2 separate regions of the Mus musculus genome follow, and region 2 is linked to region 1. Evidence: chromatin contacts called from public promoter capture Hi-C data. All regions are on one chromosome and are shown on one strand. The core of a region is the stretch at or near the end of the contact, and the rest is flanking DNA. Distances in the headings are between cores, read along the strand shown. Region 1 overlaps Txnrd2 (thioredoxin reductase 2). Region 2 overlaps Gm41429 (a long non-coding RNA gene).

Region 1 (4,247 bases), core at 713-3,212:
TGTAGAGCTCTCTGCTCCTTCTCCAACAACATGCCTATCTGGGCGCTGCCATGCTTCCTGCCATGATGATAATGGACTGAACCTCTGAACCTGCAAGCCAGCCCTAATGAAATGTTTTTTATAAGAGTTCCCTTAGTCATGGTGTCTCTTCATTGCAACAAAACCCTAATTAAGACAGCCAGTCTGTGGGATGTCTTCTTGATTAATGATTGCTGTGGGAAGATCCAACCCGCTGTGAGTTGAGCCACCCATAACTGAGTGGTCCTGGAGTGTATACAGAAGTAACGTGAGGGCTGGAGAGATGGCTCTCTGGTTAGGAGATCTGACTGCTCTTCCAGAGGTCTTGAGTTCAATTCCCAGCAACCATATGGAAGCTCACAACCATCTGTAATGGGATGTGATGCCCTCTTCTGGTGAGTCTAAATACAGCTACGGTATACTCATATAAAATAAATAAATCTTTAAGTGGAAAAAAATAAAAAAGCAAAGTGAGCCGGCCCAGGGAAGCGCTCCAGGAAGCAGCACTTCAGCAGCCTCTGCTTCAGTTCCTGCCTCCAGGTTCCTGCCTTGAGCTCCTGCCCTGACTTCCTTAATGATGGACAGCGGCTTGGAAGTGTGAGTCAAATAAAGCCTTCTCTTCCCAAGTTCCTTTTGATCAGAACGTTTTACAGCAACAGAAAGCAAACTGGAGACAGAGGTCAACATGAGGGCTATGAGGTGTTGCTGTGAGGGCCTAACCACGTTGTTTTGGGAGGACTGTGGCAGCGTTTGAAGCTTTAGGCTAGAAAAGCCATTGAGTGCTCAGAGCTTACATGGCTGTTCTGTGGAGGCTTGGAAGGAGAACATGGAGAGAAATGCAGATGATGGAGGCCTGGTCTGTGACGTTTCAGAAGGACAACTAGTGGGGTTATTCTTGTGGTATATTTGAATTAAGACTATGGTTTCTGGTCAGCTGGAGATGAAGCATCAGCTTTGACTAAGACACTAGCCCTGGGGACTGGAGAGATGGCTCAGCAGTTAAGAGCCCCGATTGCTCTTCCGAAGGTCATGAGTTCGAATCCCAGCAACCACATGATGGCTCACAACCATCTGTTATGAGATCTGATACCCTCTTCTGGGGTGTCTGAAGACAGCTACAGCAAGGCAATGGGGCCAGAGTGAGAAGGAAAAAAAAAGTGTCTGAAGACAGCTGCAGTGTACTTAACATATAATAAATAAATTAAAAAAAAAAAAGAGAGAGACTAGCCCTGCTGAAGTGAAACCTTTGGGACACTGGTCAGCTGAAGCTGAGAAATTAGCGTCAATTAAGAAACCTACACCATGGTCTACAGAGTGAGTTCCAGGACAGCCAGGGCTACACAGAGAATCCCTGTCTCGAAAAAACAAAAACAAAAACAAAAACAAAACAAAAAAAAAAGCGGGGCGTGGTGGCGCACGCCTTTAATCCCAGCACTCGGGAGGCAGAGGCAGGCAGATTTCTGAGTTCGAAGCCAGCCTGGTCTACAGAGTGAGTTCCAGGACAGCCAGGGCTATACAGAGAAACCCTGTCTCGAAAAACCAAAACAACAAAAAACCAAAACAAAACAAAACAAAAAAAAGAAACCATTAACCAGCAAAACTCTTCCAGGAGGCTATAGTCCAGAGGGTTCAAGGCTACATCTCAAACTGGCAGCCAAACTTGGTAATGTATAAGAGTAGGCCACAGAGTACTGGTTTGGGGGATATGTAAGCTGCAGGACTGAAGGAGTCATGGGGAGAAGTTGAGCCTTGGCACCATGTGGCAGGGTCAGCGTCTCTGCAGAGAAACCAGGAGACCATTAGTGAGGGTCAGCCTCACTTGTAGTGAATGCCTTAGCATACTGGAGATGCCAGGACCACAGGATGACCAGCAAGGACAACGCAACTGTGATGTGGAGCTGGCCAGCGCCTACGAGAAGGCCTATGTGTGCTGTGGAGGGCAGAGATGGAGAGGTGGAGCTGTGTAAGGCCTTTGGAGTCCAAAGATCATGAGTGAGCAGACCTTGGGCAATGAGCTACAGGATTTAATTTATACTGCTTGATGTCGGTTTTGCTTTGATCTAATTGTAACTGTGCCCTGGTTCCTCCCTCTTGGAATGAGTATGTAACTTTCATTTTACAGGAGCCTAAAGTTGAAAGACTTTGAACTTTCAAAGAATTATTGGATTTTTTAAAAAGAACTTGGACTTTTAAAGTATTGGCATTTTTAAAGACTGTGGAGCTTTTAACTCTGTATTGATTTTGACCTTGTGATATTAACCTGTGATCTTGGAGATAAACAGAGAAGGGAAGTTTATGGCTTAATAGTGATATCTTCATGTATCAGAATGACAAAGCATCAATTATACTGGTTAGCTTTTGTCAACTTTATAAAAGCTGGGAAGAGGGAACCTCAATTGAGAAAATGCCTCCATCAGACTGGCCTGTAGGGTATTTTCACAAGTCTGTGAGGGTATTTTATTGATTAGTAATTGATATGGAAGGGACCAGCCCACTGTGGGTGGTGTCATCCCTAGCCAGGAGGTCTAATGGTTTCTTATAAAAACCAGGAAAACAACCAACCAAACAAAAAAAAAAAAAACAACAAAGCTGGGCGTGGTGGTGCATGCCTTTAATCCCAGCATTTGGGAGGCAGAGGCAGGTGGATTTCTGAGTTCGAGGCCAGCCTGGTCTACAGAGTGAGTTCCAGGACAGCCAAGGCTACACAGAGAAACCCTGTCTCGAAAAAATATATAAATAAATAAAAATTTAAAATAAAAGAAAGCCAGGGGAGTCACCAAGTAAGCAATGTTCCTCAACGGCTCTGTTCTACTTCCTGCCTCCAGGTTCCTGCCTTGACCTCCTGTCCTCAGTGATGAAGGTTAACAAGGAAGCACAAGCCAGCCCCAAGTGGCTTTTGTTTTGTTTTCTAAATTAATTATCTATTTTATGTGAGTACACTGTAGCTGTCTTCAGACACACCAGAAGAGGGCATCAGATCTTATTACAGATGGTTGTGAGACACCATGTGGTTGCTGGGATTTGAACTCAGGACCAGTCAGTGCTCCTAACCGCTGAGCCATCTCTCCACCCCCACCTGCTAAGTGGCTTTTGGTTAGATGTCTTAGCATGGCAATAGGAAACAAGCTAGAAATTTACACACTAAAAACTGTAAGTGGGTGGAGTCGGGGATGCTGGGGGAGGGGAGGGGAAACTGCAGCCAGAATGCAATATACGAGAGAAGAATAAAAAACAAAACAATGAGGTGATTGCCTGAAACCAAAGCACTTGAGAGGTGTGGGCGGAAGGACTGAGAATCTGGGGTCAGCCTGAGCTACATAATTGAACTCTGTCTCAAAACAATTTTATTTTTATCTTTATTTGTGGGTTTTTTTAAAAATACAGTCTCTCTATTATGTAGTTTGTAGTTCTGGTTGCCTCTGAACTCACTATGTAGGCTAGATTGGTCTTTAATTCACAAAGATATAGCTGCCTCTGCTTCCCGAGTGCTGGGATTAAAAGTGTGCACTACTACACCTGGCTGTCCTGGAACTTGCTCTGTAGACCAGGCTCCACATCCGGGGACAGAAAAAAAAAAAAAAATATATATATATATATATAATTGTTCTATGTGTATGTGTGTGCACCTCATGGCTAGAAGAGGATACTGAATCCCTTGTGACTAGAGTTACAGAGAGTTGCAAGCTGCCTGACAGGTGCTGGGAACCAAATCCAGGTCCTCTGCAACAGCAGCCAGTGCTTTTCAGCATGGAGCCAGCTTTCCAACATCTTCCAACATCTCAAAAAAGATTCTTGATAAATAAAGAGAAAAAAGGCTGATGAAGCCAGGCAGTGGTGGTGGTGCGCACCTTTAATCCCAGCACTTGGGAGGCAGAGGCAGGAGGATTTCTGAGTTCGAGGCCAGCCTGGTCTATAGAGTGAGTTCTAGGACAGCCAGGGCTACACAGAGAAACCCTGTCTCGAAAAAACCAAAACCAAACCAAACCAAACCAAACCAAAAATCTTAAAAAAAAAAAAAAAAAAAAGGCTGGTGAGATGTTTCAGTGGTTAAGAGCACTGACCGGCCTTCCAGAGGTCATGAGTTCAAATCCCAGCAACCACATGGTGGCTCACAACCATTCCTAATGAGAAACAAAACAAAAAACAAAAAAACTATGGGCCAGAGCAAATGGGGCTGGAGCAAGAGGGGCCTGGAGCAAGTGGGGAGGGGGAAGAAAAATAAATAAAGA
Region 2 (4,247 bases), core at 652-3,151, 280 kb before region 1:
TTTAGAGTTTTTGTTTGTTTGTTTGTTTGTTTGGGGATTTGTTTGTTTGTTTGATTGATTGATTCTCATTACATATAAAATGTAACTATGAAAAAGAGTAGCCAGTCTTAGTGGCTTACATCTTTAGTCCCAGCACTTGGGACTCAGGGGCAGGTGAATCACTGGGAGACTGAGCCAGCCTGCTTTACGTAGTGAATTCGAGGAGAGTCAGAGCTGTACAGTGAGACCCTGTCTCAAAAAAACAACTAAGAAAAAAAGAATAAATGAAAATCGAATATAGTCTAATACAATAAGCCTTTAGCACTTTGGGGTGAGTGTTTTCAGACTCATTTCTTTATGTATCAATATATGTCTATAACCATATATCTACCAAAAATTTTAAAAGTTTTTTACTCCTTTTGAATCCTACCCCTCCCTACCCACCAAACTTTCTCCTCTCTCTCTCTCTCCCTCTCTCCCTCCCTCTCTCTCAACACTAAAGAAACACAAAAACACAAATAAAAGCAAGAAAGTAACAAACAAACAAATAAATGAGACAATAATAAATGCCAAAACAAAATGAAATTTTACACACACACTCACACCATAGAGTTAATTGTATTGGCCAACTACTCCTGGCCATGGAGCCTACACTCCATTCTTTTTAAAAAGATTTATTTTATTTTATTTTATTTTATTTTATTTTATTTTATGTATACGAGCACATTGTCACTGTCTTCAGAAACAGAAGAGGGCATCTGATCTCGTTACAAATGGTTGTGAGCCACCATGTGGCTGCTGGGAATTGAACTCAGAACCTCTGGAAAAGCTGCTAGTATTCTTAACCCCTGAGCCATCTCTCCAGCCCTACAACCCGTTTAAAAAAAGTTATTTTCCCCTTTTCAAGTAGGTATCTACTGCAAATAGCTTCTTAGTTAGGGATGGGACCCTGTGTCTACTTTTCTCGAGCCTGAGTTCTTTTCAGAGATGTACACTTAGTTGAAGCCAGGATCCTTGACTTTGACAAAGAAAAAAAATTTTTTTAAAGATTTATTTATTTATCATATGTAAGTACACTGTAGCTGTCTTCAGACACGCCAGAAGAGGACATCAGATCTTGTTACAGATGGTTGTGAGCCACCATGTGGTTTCTAGGATTTGTACTCAGGACCTTCGGAAGAGCACTTAGTGCTCTTAACCACTGGGCCATCTCTCCAGTCCCAAAACAATTTCAAGACAAGTCAGTACGAGGCTGAGGTGGAGTTTTTGAGAAGAGACCTTAGCCTAGATTTTAATACAGAGGTTAATAGAGACACTTCAGGAAAGGTTCAAACACACCCGGGGTGAGTGTGTGGACTTCTCCAGAGAGTCACGTTTCAGTGTCTTTACAATAGTCTTGTGTATAGTCTACCTTGGATGATATAAAGTAGTTCATAGAACAGATGTGATCACAGCTGGAGTAAAGCCCTGGGTCACAGGTTGCAGGAAAAGTTAAGGTGTTCGTTTGGTTTTGTTACTGTAAATGAAGAGATCATGTTTGTAAGATTCCAGAAAGATCCAGGTCCGTATCTGGGGAAGGAGCAAGGCTATACACCGGGTCGTTCGTGTTGTTCTAGCTCAGCATTCTTATTTGAAATAGCTCTGTCTGAAAGGGATCCAACAGCGTAGCAATTTGGCAAAAGAGTGTCCAGTGTCATGGTGCCACAAGCTCAAACTTAACAGAGCATGCCCGTGTCTTCCTTCAGGAGCACAGCTGGGAGGACTCAGGTGCTGTCTGACTTGACATGGTAGGAAGATGGGCCATAACACCTGGACTTAAACTTCCAAGGGTCACTGGGTCACTTTCCTGTCCAGGTCCAGGATGACTGTGTCCTGTCTCACTGAGACACAGCAGGAGCCTCCCTGTTTGCCCTGCTACAGGTCCGGCCAACAGGAAGTGTGCTGGAGGCCACCCCAGCTCTTATCTTCTGTTCATCTTTGCCGGGTTGCTGTGAGAGTTACAATTGCTTGTTTCTGCTTCTTTGGAAGTGCTGATAAGATGGAACAGAATAAATCAAATCAAACTTGCACATTTCCTGGCTAGGGAAGCAAAAGCCAAGGATGGCCTTGGAAGGGCTCCCAGATTTTTATTTTTCTACTTCTTCAGATTTTATTTTTTCCCCTAGGTAAATTTTCCTTTGTTAAAAAGAATATGCTAAAATATCTGTCATATCAAGTTTATATTGTTATCAAGGTGTTGGAAATGGAAGCTGGAGTCCCATGCATGCAAGGCAAATGCTCTGTGACTAAGCTGTGTCCCAGCCCCTTTTTGTGGCGTGGGTGAGCTGTCCTTCTCACCATCCATTGCCACAAGCCCTTCATCATCACTAGGAAATGCTGAAGGAGGGCTTGCTCCCTCCTTTCCTTCTGTCCTCACTTCCTTCTGTCTCTGGTTTTGTAAGACAGAGTCCAGGCTGGTGGTAAACTCTCTAGTAACTGAGGATGGCCTTGAACTTCCAATATTCTCACCTTCACCTCCTGGCTGCTAGTATCACAGCTGTGATAACACTGGTCAGTTGTGCCAGGCTAGAGATCACACTCAGAGTGTTTTGTTCAGTAGGCAAGCACTTTACCAGTGAGCTGTGCCCCCAGCTCTAAAAACATACCATGATTCCTTTATGGGTCTTACCTGATCAACTGCATCTCAGGAAACAGCCACTGATATCACTTGATGCTGTGGGGTGGGGTGGGGGCATTTATCAGGTGAGAGTACTTGCCATTGAGCCTGGAAACTAGTGTTCAGTCTCTGGGGATCACATGATGGAGAGAGAATATCAACTGCTGGAAATTGTCCTCTGACCTCCAGAGACCTGTGTGTCACAATGTGTGCACGCACGCGCTCACACACACACACACACACACACACACACACACACACACTGAAGTAAAAAAGAGGTTCCTTAGCAGCTCTTTTACATGTAACAACCACCAATAATCATATGGGGTGGGGGCAGAGGAGGACTTCCTGGTTCCCTCATTCTCTGCCTCACTCTCTTGAGGCAGAATCTCACCTTGAATCTAGGCTGGCAGCCAGCAAGTCCCAGCCATCCTCCTGTCTCCACACCTCACAGTCAGATTACCCCAGTGAAATCATGCCTAGCTTTTTATACCTGTGTTGGAGATTCGTACTCAGGTTCTTGTGCCTAAGCAGCAAGTACTCTGCCCACTCAGCCATTTCCCCAGCCCCTGAAATATTTTCTTGCTGTACTCCAACCCTTTGATTCATCTTGACAGCGTTTCTGTTGCAAAGTCAAGACTCCTGCCTGAGTGGAGAACTCTGAGATCTACATGGGCTGCAAATGACAGTGTAGAGCAGTGTCTCCACCCAGTGTCCTATAACTGCCAACACCCAGAACCCACCACTCTGGCATTCCACACCCCTTTGTTTTTGGCTTACAACATAGACCCCCTTAGGAAGCTGGTTTAGCTGACCCCTGACCTAGGTGGAGTCACGCCTAGGTCTAGACTCAGCCTCTATTTTACTGTGTGGTCTTCCATCCCTACAAGCATCCACAAGATGCATAGATATTTCATCCCCATTTGTGAGCAAGAAAACCAGCACAGAAACCAACTCAACAGCTTGGGTCTAAGATCCTGATCCCCTTAAAAGTGAGACTGGAGATTCTACCACAGTGGCTGTCCTAGCACCATAGACAGACTGAAGCAGGTGAGAGGGTCAAAGAGCATGAGGACGGAGATGTGGGTCTAGAAGCTGTTAAGACCCAGGAGGGTACCCATCAGACAAAGGTTCTCAGGCTACCCCTGTTGGATACCTCTGCTACCTGTATTACACGGTTAGAATTCTGAGTATGAATTTACCTATTTCATCAATGCCTGTGTGTGCCTGAGTGTGTCTTCCCTCCCAGGTAAGGTAGCTGTGTAAATGTTTGGGGCTTTTCTAATGCTACCCTGTTCTGAAATAATGACACAGAGACCTGGTATTTTGGATGTAAGCTTCTTGCACTGTAGCTTGGCAGAGTTCTTGTCTATTCTAACCAGACCATGCTGGCTTGGCCTACTTCTCAGCAGCTTCCCAGCCATGGGTGTTACCTGCCATGGTAGGCTGGCTCTGGCTACTCCTGCTCCATCCATCCCCTCCACAGGGTGACTCTCTCATAGTGACCCAAGGTGAGTTGTTTCTCTACCCCCAACCCCACTGGGATCGGAAGTACCATCTTATTCTGTCCTGCCTCGCTATTGACTGATCAGCTCTTTATTCGCCAATCAGA

Evidence for each region. Promoter capture Hi-C pulls out the DNA fragments that hold promoters and counts their contacts.
Region 2: a contact with region 1 is called in a promoter capture Hi-C map of liver, with 2.0 times the contacts expected there. The contact joins two enhancer-like sites. A contact is called at or near these places in 1 of 39 promoter capture datasets (liver) and 1 of 9 other capture datasets (embryonic stem cells).

The regions. Positions count from the first base shown.
Region 1 is chr16:18,431,451-18,435,697 of GRCm38.p6, reverse strand. The region is part of intron 2 of Txnrd2 (thioredoxin reductase 2); the gene reads right to left. Among named protein-coding and RNA genes, the nearest start is that of Comt, 6.9 kb to the right of the region's middle. Within about 2 kb of position 1,962, at least 14 of the 459 cell types and tissues checked have an H3K27ac peak or open chromatin away from gene starts, as enhancers often do. A contact at or near this core is called in liver, where this site is marked.
Region 2 is chr16:18,715,910-18,720,156 of GRCm38.p6, reverse strand. Gm41429 (a long non-coding RNA gene) reads right to left here. Exons shown (of 3, transcript XR_875944.2): 2 at 2,648-2,764; 3 at 1,163-2,009. Among named protein-coding and RNA genes, the nearest start is that of Gm41428, 14 kb to the left of the region's middle. Within about 2 kb of position 1,901, at least 7 of the 459 cell types and tissues checked have an H3K27ac peak or open chromatin away from gene starts, as enhancers often do. A contact at or near this core is called in liver, where this site is marked.